Linked DNA regions of Gossypium arboreum: region 2 is linked to region 1. Evidence: chromatin contacts called from public Hi-C data. All regions are on one chromosome and are shown on one strand. The core of a region is the stretch at or near the end of the contact, and the rest is flanking DNA. Distances in the headings are between cores, read along the strand shown.

What was found. Hi-C and Micro-C count contacts between places; a contact is called where the count stands out from the background.
Region 2: a contact with region 1 is called in a Hi-C map of leaf, with 2.0 times the contacts expected there. The contact joins the promoter of LOC108474179 here to the enhancer-like site in region 1. A contact is called at or near these places in 2 of 5 Hi-C or Micro-C datasets (both in leaf).

The regions. Positions count from the first base shown.
Region 1 is chr11:21,072,163-21,076,742 of ASM2569848v2, forward strand. No RefSeq gene overlaps it. Among protein-coding and RNA genes, the nearest start is that of LOC108473152, 3.9 kb to the right of the region's middle. Within about 2 kb of position 2,414, at least 1 of the 2 cell types and tissues checked has an H3K27ac peak or open chromatin away from gene starts, as enhancers often do. A contact at or near this core is called in leaf, where this site is marked.
Region 2 is chr11:21,111,601-21,116,247 of ASM2569848v2, forward strand. It overlaps LOC108474179 (60S ribosomal protein L18a-like), which reads right to left and starts at 2,320. Exons shown (of 4, transcript XM_017776102.2): 1 at 2,153-2,320; 2 at 1,934-2,049; 3 at 1,788-1,851; 4 at 555-1,111. The coding sequence starts at 2,167. The coding sequence ends at 770. It overlaps LOC108474178 (plant-specific TFIIB-related protein PTF2), which reads left to right. Exons shown (of 1, transcript XM_017776100.2): 1 at 1-844. The coding sequence ends at 168.

The sequences.
Region 1 (4,580 bases), core at 1,164-3,663:
AATTGGTTCCAAACCATACGTTTCATTATTTATTGCATGTTATTTTTAAACACACATCTATGTTCTAAATCCATAGTTTCCACACACGGGTGTGATAAGATTTCTAATCTTATGTTATGAACTTCTATCTAATCTTTTTATTATATATATACGTATATATATGTATATATATATTTCTTTTTTGTATTTTTCATGTCTGTTTTACTGTCATGTTTGGGGTTAGAGGTTGCTCCTTCCAACAATGTTATCTTCAAGTTACAAATATGTGTAATTTCCTTGAAAGTACAATATACTTTACGATTGTATCCAACACTTGATGGTCATACTCGTATGGCGTTGTGATGATGATCTGATCAAATATGAGAAATATGTAAATATGGGGTATATCAAATTTAATTCTTATTTAATCAAATTTAATAATAATAAAAAGTTATACAAGTTTTACCTAAATAATTCTCATCTAAGTTCTCTTCACAATATTAATTTGAAACTATTAAGTTCATGATGAAAGAACAGAATTGTTATGAACTAATAATTAATTTTAGCATGTTTCTAAGTAAGCTTAATTTTCATTTTAGTCCCTTTATTGTATTGAAATTCAAGATTAATACATTTATTTTAATTTGACATAAATTGATGCTCAACTTTTATAATATAATTAAACATGTTTAATCAATAATAAATTGACATGTTAGCCCGTTTAAATATATTATTTTCTAAAAATCACATCATGAATAACTTTAATGACGTAATTAAAGTATTATTAATTTAGATCTATTAATAACATTATAGAAATAAATTGTAAAATTATATAAGATTAAAATAAAAAATTAAATTACAAATTTTAGCATAATAAGTAGACTAAAACCATAATTACACCTTCTAATTATTACTCATAGTAACAATGACAAGTTGTTATATATCTATACTATTTATTAAGAGTTTTATTTAGTTTGAGGTGACACCAACTTATTAAAACACTTAATAAATAGTATAGATAATGTTGTTGATTGAGTTGGTGTCACAAGTTAACTCGACACTAACTCACAATTGATGACAAAATCATGATAAATAATTGTGGTGCATTTAGTATTTTTTATCGATGTATTTATGTGTTTAAATTTCGTTTTACACAATTTAATATATTTTGTATTTAAATATTATACATATTTAATGTGTTATTATGATTAATTAATTTCAAACCAGACGTTTTATTATTTATTGCATGGTATTTTTAAGCATACATATGTGTTCTAAATTCGTAGTTTCCACACGAATACTCGTGTGATGGAATTTCTAGTCTTATGTTATGAATTTCTATGTACTTTTTTTATTATATCTTTTATTGTATTTTTCATGTTTGTTTTATAATCTAATTATTCCTTCCAATAATATTATCTTCAAGATATGAACATGCGTTCATTCTTTTAAAGTACAATATATTTTATAACTGTACTTAACACTTGATGATTATTCTGAATAAAACACTTTTCGTCTTAACTAAACTCTAATTGAAATGGAATATGAGTTGTTGTATGATGGGGGGACAAATAAAATTCAACATCATTAGCATTAACATTCCACTCAAGGGTTTATTAACATGATTCAATCATAACTATTTTCTAACATTTGTTGGCATAGCTAGCATTGCCTTTCCAACCCATAATCATGAAGCTGAAAGAAAATGATACTGCACTTTTAATTGGGTAAGGAATTGAAATTCCAAAAGACAAATAAAGCTAAAAACTTTAACTTAATTCTAAAACTTTCCATAGATATAAACATTGCAAGATGCCGTATTATTAGTCGAAAAATACAATAGAATAAAAAAAAGGGAAAAATGAACACAGAATTTATGGAAAATTATAAAAATATAAAATATAGGAGCATAGCATAAGAAAATGCAGAAATACATGAAATATATTCATAATCATACAATGATTACTTAATTCCTTATGAGAAGTTATGATTATCGATTCTCTAGCTCCTTTGATTGGAACTGTCCAACTACTTGTAACAAGGAAGGTCTTAAGTTCAGCAATGAATGATGATAGTTGATAAGAAAATTATTAGTATGGCGACAAATAAGTTGATAGATTGTGTTTTTGGATTCATTAATGAGTTGAATAAATCAGATCTAAGGTTGGGTTAATTTTACAAGTCAATAACCTAATGATGACTCAAATGTAAATTAATCTAAATAAAAAGTTATAAACACAAATTAAACAGAAGTAATATGGGTACTATAAATAGTTTTTTTTTTTTTAATTTATAAAATTAGAGTAATTACTTTTTTACGCTTACATTTCCTAATTCCTTAGGAAGGGCTGTTTTAGTCTTGAATCCCATCACGGATTGATTTTACTTCTTGAAATTTTTGTCAAATCTCATTGAATTTAGATGTTGATCTTGTGTACATACGTTGCCTAAATTGTTTTAGGTGTTTGCCAGAAGCAAGCCCATATATTTAGCATTCTCTTGCTTGGGCTTCTAAAACACCCAACCCAACGCCAAACACAACGCTTCCATGAAGGATGGAAGTGAAATTTGTCTTTCAACAACCAAAAATTTATCAACTTTGCATTTTAGTTTTTCTATTGAAAAATTTTGGTAAATTAGCTCGTTAGATGACTGAATAAAATAGTTCCTCTATTAAAATTTGGCATTTACATATAAGGTATATAATAAATTTAGTCATCAATCTTTAAACATTTATTCAATTTGACCCTTACTCTTTTATTGGAAGTAAATTAAAAAAATTAATCTATTAAGCCTAAAGGGTCAAAAAGGAATTAGTAACAAATTTTAAAACAATCAATTAAGCCCTTTTAAATTTTAAAATTATTAAAAATCATAAAAGTTATAAACAAAACTTATAAATTAAAAAAGTTATAAATTTTTATAAAAATTAACAATGTTGACCCACTAAAATCTAATTATATAAGATTTTTAAAAAAATTGACCCTCATCTTTTTATTGGATTGAAATTGTTATTTTAATAAAAATTATAATTTTAAAATTTTATAACTTCTTTTTTATAAATTTTCTTTATAATTTTATGATGTTTTAAATAATTTTAAAATTTAAAAGTGCTTAATTGATTTTTTTAAATTATTACTAATTTACTTTTAAAATTTTCTAATTTATTCCCAATAAAATAGTGGAGGTCAAATTGAATAAATTTATAAAGGATGAAGACTAATTTTGTTGTTATACCTTATATATAAACAAGAAAACAAACATTTAAAGTGCAAATTTAATGGAGGAGCTATTTTGCTCACTCATCTAATGTATAGGGATAATTTGTTTATTTTTTTGTAGAAAAGTTAAAATGCAATCTATGGTATAGTACAACAGGGTTTGTAGTATTTTTTACCTATAAGTAACATGTTTAAGAGGAAAAAGCTTTATAAGTGAGAGAAAAAAAACCTTAGTATCAATTTTATTATTATAGTAGTGGATGTCCATTAGAATAAGAAGTTTGGTATACTTTAGAACTTCAATGTCACTTAGAAATAGAATTTTATATCATTTATATTTCTTATATTTATAAATATAGACTTCAGAGAAGCAATGTAAATATCACATCAATGAATAAATTAAATTCATTTTGCTCTATTTATTCTCATATTTCTATTGTTCATTACTTTCCTTCTTTATTTAAAACAGAACTTAAACTATTTTTCATAAAACTCGTGTATTTATTTGGGTTAGTTTAATAGTTTACCAAATTTCAGTGAGATTTTGACAACATTGATGGTACCAAAATGATATGTGTGGCATCCATTTTGGTTAAGTAATTTAAGAGAATAATTTTTGAACTTTTTTTTTGGGGGGATGGGGTATGACAGTTTCGAATAACCAACTTTGATGCACTAGAAATCCATCTTTAGGTGTTTATTTGTTTCAAAAAAATTTATTTTTTTTATAGTGCAAAGTTTGTACTTTCATTTGGTATTGTTATCTCGATTATATGAGTCCTATGTTAAAAGATATGAGACTCTAAAGTAGGTTAGTCGAAACTGTTAACCCAAATAAAAAAATCTATGCAAAATACGATGATTTCTTATATCTTCACTTTGAAACTTAGACTTTTGGTAACCAATTTTGACAAAACAAATTTTGAAGTTTTAATATTACATTTAATATTTAAATTCATGTGTCGAAACCATTTTTTAAAGGGAGGTTCGAAAAACAGTGATCGACTTTTTTAAAAAAACGAAAATGAGAGTCGCCATCAATCTTTTGAAGTGTGATTGGATCACTTTATAAAATGCTTTGGTCTACGAAATTACGAGAAGACAGGTTCAAGAGTCGGTTACGTTCGAAGAAGGGTTAGCACCCTCGTAACGCCCGAAATTGGTACCAAATTGAATAATTAAGTCTTAATGTCAGAAATTTGAAAGAATTTAGAAATGAAATTTCCTTAAAACCGTAATATTTTAAATTAAAAGTATCAAGATTCATTTGCTTCAAAAGAGTACAAACATCACATCCAGCATGATTGGATACGATATCTTTAAACTTTTGTAACTCAATTCATCTTGTGATTTGTAAAAAATTTGTTTAGAAGGATATTT
Region 2 (4,647 bases), core at 1,070-3,569, 39 kb after region 1:
GTTGCTTGTGGTGGGAAGAAGAGAAAGAGAAGACAAGCCAGTGAAATTGATTGGGAAGATTTTGTTATTGAAGCCCTCCTTTTGCATCGGGTTAAAGAAGAAGATATCGAGAAAGGGCATTATCGAGCTTTGCTAGGTTTGTATGTCTTTAACTCTGGGACGATATGAGAGCTTTTAGTCCAGAAGACATGTCTGAGAATCTTGCTTCTTCCTTGGACTAACTGGATTTTTGTATAGATTGTTTTGTCCACATCTGTATTTTTAGCTTTTTACAGCAACGTGAAACTTTTTGATGGAGGTACTATTGATAAAAATAGAAGGGAAATTTTGGGGCAGATCTTGAATTTTAACTCTTTAACTGGGAAGAAATCCAGTCACTTATTTCCATTTTTAGTGTACCTTTTACTTTGTTTACAGTATTTCTAATAGGGAAATTTGGTATTTAGATCTTTCAAAAATAATTTAAGACGTAAAGTTTCAACTGTAAAATTAGAAGTCATTTTTTATGCTTGTAGGAAGTATTTTGTGATAGCAAAGTGATAACCAACAGAAACTTCACCAACTAGACAATGGTCCAATATTATTATAAATAGTAATTCACCATGGTAATCAATTAAAAATAAACTTCTCAAACTACAAAATCTTCCAAGACATAAGGGACCACAAAAGTAAACATAAAGTGCTCAAAATCTGATGTATGCTATCCATCTAACACGACAAGTAATCAACCTAAAAGGCCTTTTACCCTACCATCACCAATTATGGACTACTACATAAACAAGTTGGGTTTGGAAGCCTTGTATGTTGTCTTAAGCTTCCTAGTAGGTGGCCTGACCTTCTTGAATACCAGTGGGAATTTGATCTTGGAGTTGTGAAATTGCTTGGTGCTGTCCCTCTTGCAAAGTTTTGCTGGGATAGTAGCTGTCTTGATGATTTGAATGCATGGAAACCTCACCCTGTGACGAGATGCCATCTCAGCGTACATCTGTTCAACTGCACCATTGAGAGTTGTGTCCCGGTATTCCTTGTACATGTTGTGATAACCAGTTCGACTTTGATATCGGAGCCAAATGCCGTAGTTCTTGATCTTGGTAGGGTTTTTCTCAAAAATCTACAATATAAAACATAGCATGAGAAAATATCAATATCTGTTAAATCACTAGATGTGATTCAAAATAATACTCAAGCATCTGGCTCAATGATCATAGCACAAATGTGATCCTGTTCCACCAAGAGGAAAACAAGAAGAATGCTAACTTATGATCACCAATCAAGTTTATATATATTTAGACAAGCAACCTTCATAACAATGGAACACAACTGAGCCACCCCCAGTGCACAAATGTAATGTATAAAACATTATTTTCTTCCCTGTACTCAACTGTCAACGCAGGTATATATGCATGTATGTTGTCTCCTACACAGGTATATATCAGCAGTGGTACTTGATTCTGTCCAATTAATGACCAAAGAGACAAAACTCAGCTGAATAACAAACTGCCACCTTCATTAGCAGAGTGCTTCCTTTAGATCTAAGTAAACAGATTGGTACATACATTTTTTAGATAGAATGTTGGATTCCGACTTCAAGCCCGAGCAGAAATTCACATATTTCTTTCGAAGACTATCGCTTATCCAACATGTAAATGTCACACTAAATAAAGCAACCAACTTAACTCGAGCAGCTAAAAAATTCAAACTACATCCAACATACAAATGAAACACCATTTCACTTATAGGGTTTAAAACTTTCAAAAGAGATCTAAAGGACAAGAAATGGTCAATACCTCATTGATTGCTAAAACTTGTCCATTGCTTTTCTTCACCTTCTTCAGCTTCCTCAGAAAATACCTAAATTTTAAAAAAAAATCAAATAAAGGGTAAAAAAAAACAAGAATAACAAATCTGATCAGCAAAATGTAATTTTACAGACCAAAACTTGGATTTGGCACGGACTTCATTGGTGGCCCAAAGCTTCATTCTGTAGATCTTAGGATGCTGATCTCCTTCTGTTGGGAGACCTCGCCCCACCACTTGGTACTGATGAAACTATGTTTTGTTTTTTCCAAATAAAAATCAAGACAAAAAATCCCATTACAGCTTTATAAAAAAAAACACAAATAATGGAAATGGGTATCGATTGGTAACTTACCCTGAAAGCAACCATTTTTGTAATAAAGAAGAAGATAAGCTGCCGCTCACTGCTATGGCCCGTTCCCTGGTTTCTCCCTGTACTCTTATGGCAGCGCAGTGGTAGGGATAAAAAACCCTACCTATTCTTTCTCTATTGGCTTTTTGTGGGCTTACGAGAGTGTTGAGTGACTTGGGGGTGGAGCTGAAATCCTAGGCCCATTTAAGCCCACAAAAAGTAGGATTTGAAGCCTTTGGTTTTTGAAGTTCAAATATTTTTCTCTTTATTTCGGAAAAATATAAAAAGCACTCGCATAATTATATTTACTATTTTTTAAAATGATTTTTTAATTATTTTTAATTGAATTGGTGACTTATTCACTCTTAATCAAAGAAGTTAATTCTGTATGATTTGAAACGTCTTGTTCTGGTAATAAATTGAAATAACAAAATTTAATTTCGTTCTAATTTAAATTTCATCTGTTGTATCGGTGTATTTTGATTTGTACTAGTACATACTAACTCATATTGATTGGTATAAGATTTTAATATTTTAAATTTTAAAACATCTAAAAGTATTGATATATTCAAAATGGTACAACAAAGCATACTAGTATCCGTATGTACCAATATAAAACAACTGTACATCCATTAATACAATCTTGATTATCTTACCTATAATATCAATTCAAAAGTTCAAATATATTATAAATATATATGATTAAAATAGTTTAAATATAATATAATATGTGGCATAATATGATATTGCAGTATAAATGTGCTAAAATTTATATAAAATCATTTATTAAATTATTTCAGGTTAAATTATCAAATTTTATATAGAATTAATACTACTTTAAAAATAATTATTACACATAATAAAAATCTCATTCACCATTGTTATAATAAAACCTACTAAATGACCAAAGCACATGTGCAATTATTAACACGATTAGTATGAATAAAAATACGGTTCAATTAATAATTTTATAATAATATTTTCATAAAAATATAAATAAATTTAACATTAATGATATATTTGGAAATAATCTAGAAATGAGTGGAAATTGTAGATATTAGGGTTGTAATTCCAAGTTTTATGATTATAAAGATTTTAATTTTCCATTATGTGTTTGGCTAATAAAATATATATTTTTGATATAAGTGTATTTTTTTTGTCAATGCCGACCTATATTTATACTAACATCCACTTCAATTCAATATATATTTAACACGTCATGATTTAATACTTATTAACCAAATCGAATAAAATGACGGATATTCAGATCAATTTACCTTTACACCAAATACGCACTAAAGTGCTAATTAGGCATAAATACACCAATTCCACTTACCACACTTGAATATGCTTGTACCCTTAGGGTATTTGAGCAGATGATATGTTTTCGACCCCTAGGGTATTAGAGAATTGTCTCATATGTACACACATAGGGCTAAATCTCCCACCTATCAAAACAGACCCTATGGCATGCCAACTATATCTGTGACTCTATTCGACAACGTTAATAAGGCAATTATCATTGTTATTAATCATATTTCATCAACAAGCATAAATACATGTATTCAACCAACCAAATGATCACTACTCACATAATCATGTATATACGTACCTTTCGAGTATTTTACATTATTAATGTGAAATGTGCCTTGCATTTATCAAACACGTTGTATGCACTTAAGATGAGAAATCGAAAAGGAGAAAAAAGCCATGCGACGCCCTTGGTAGCCAAGCAAGGTTGCGATGTCATGATGAGTAGGTAGGCCATGTCACAACGAGGCGATGTTTTTTGCTCAAATACAACCACGTTTTTTTACTCTCAACATGACTTATTCTCCCAATCAAACTCTATTTCCTATAAGGACATTTTAGTTATATTGGACCCATGTCCCAAGACTATTTAAAAGACCTTTTGAACCCTGTTTAGTAGAATCAGATTTGCATTATATATCTCTTGTGTGAGATTTGTTAAAGAGTTTTTAGGGAGAGCTTTTGTAGTTAGCATATTTAGTTTTTTTTAGGGATTTGTTCTTTGTGTTCGGGTTGAATACTTTCCATCGTTATAGTTTTTATTTGTTGCTTAGTGAAAAGCTGAAGCCTCATTTGCCCATGGTTTTTTATCCCTCGGCGAGGGTTTTCCATGTAAATATTTGTGTTCATTCATCTCTACTTTTACTATCTTATTGCTCATTCGGATCAATCCCTAACAAATTGGTATCAGAGCTTGGTTCAGCTTTCACAAATTAACTCATTTAGGATGGCAACAATTAGATTTGATATTGAGAAGTTTGATAGGATCACAAACTTCAGTTTATGGTAGGTTTGGATGACAACACTTCTAGTTTAGAATGGTTTAAAGGTCGTTATTGGTAAAAAGCTCGAAGGTATGAAAAAATCAAAATAGGAAGAGCTTGATGAAAAAACTCTATCCAGGATTCAATTATGCCTCACGAATAATGTACTATAGGAAGTACTCATAAAAAAAACAGCGGTTGCTT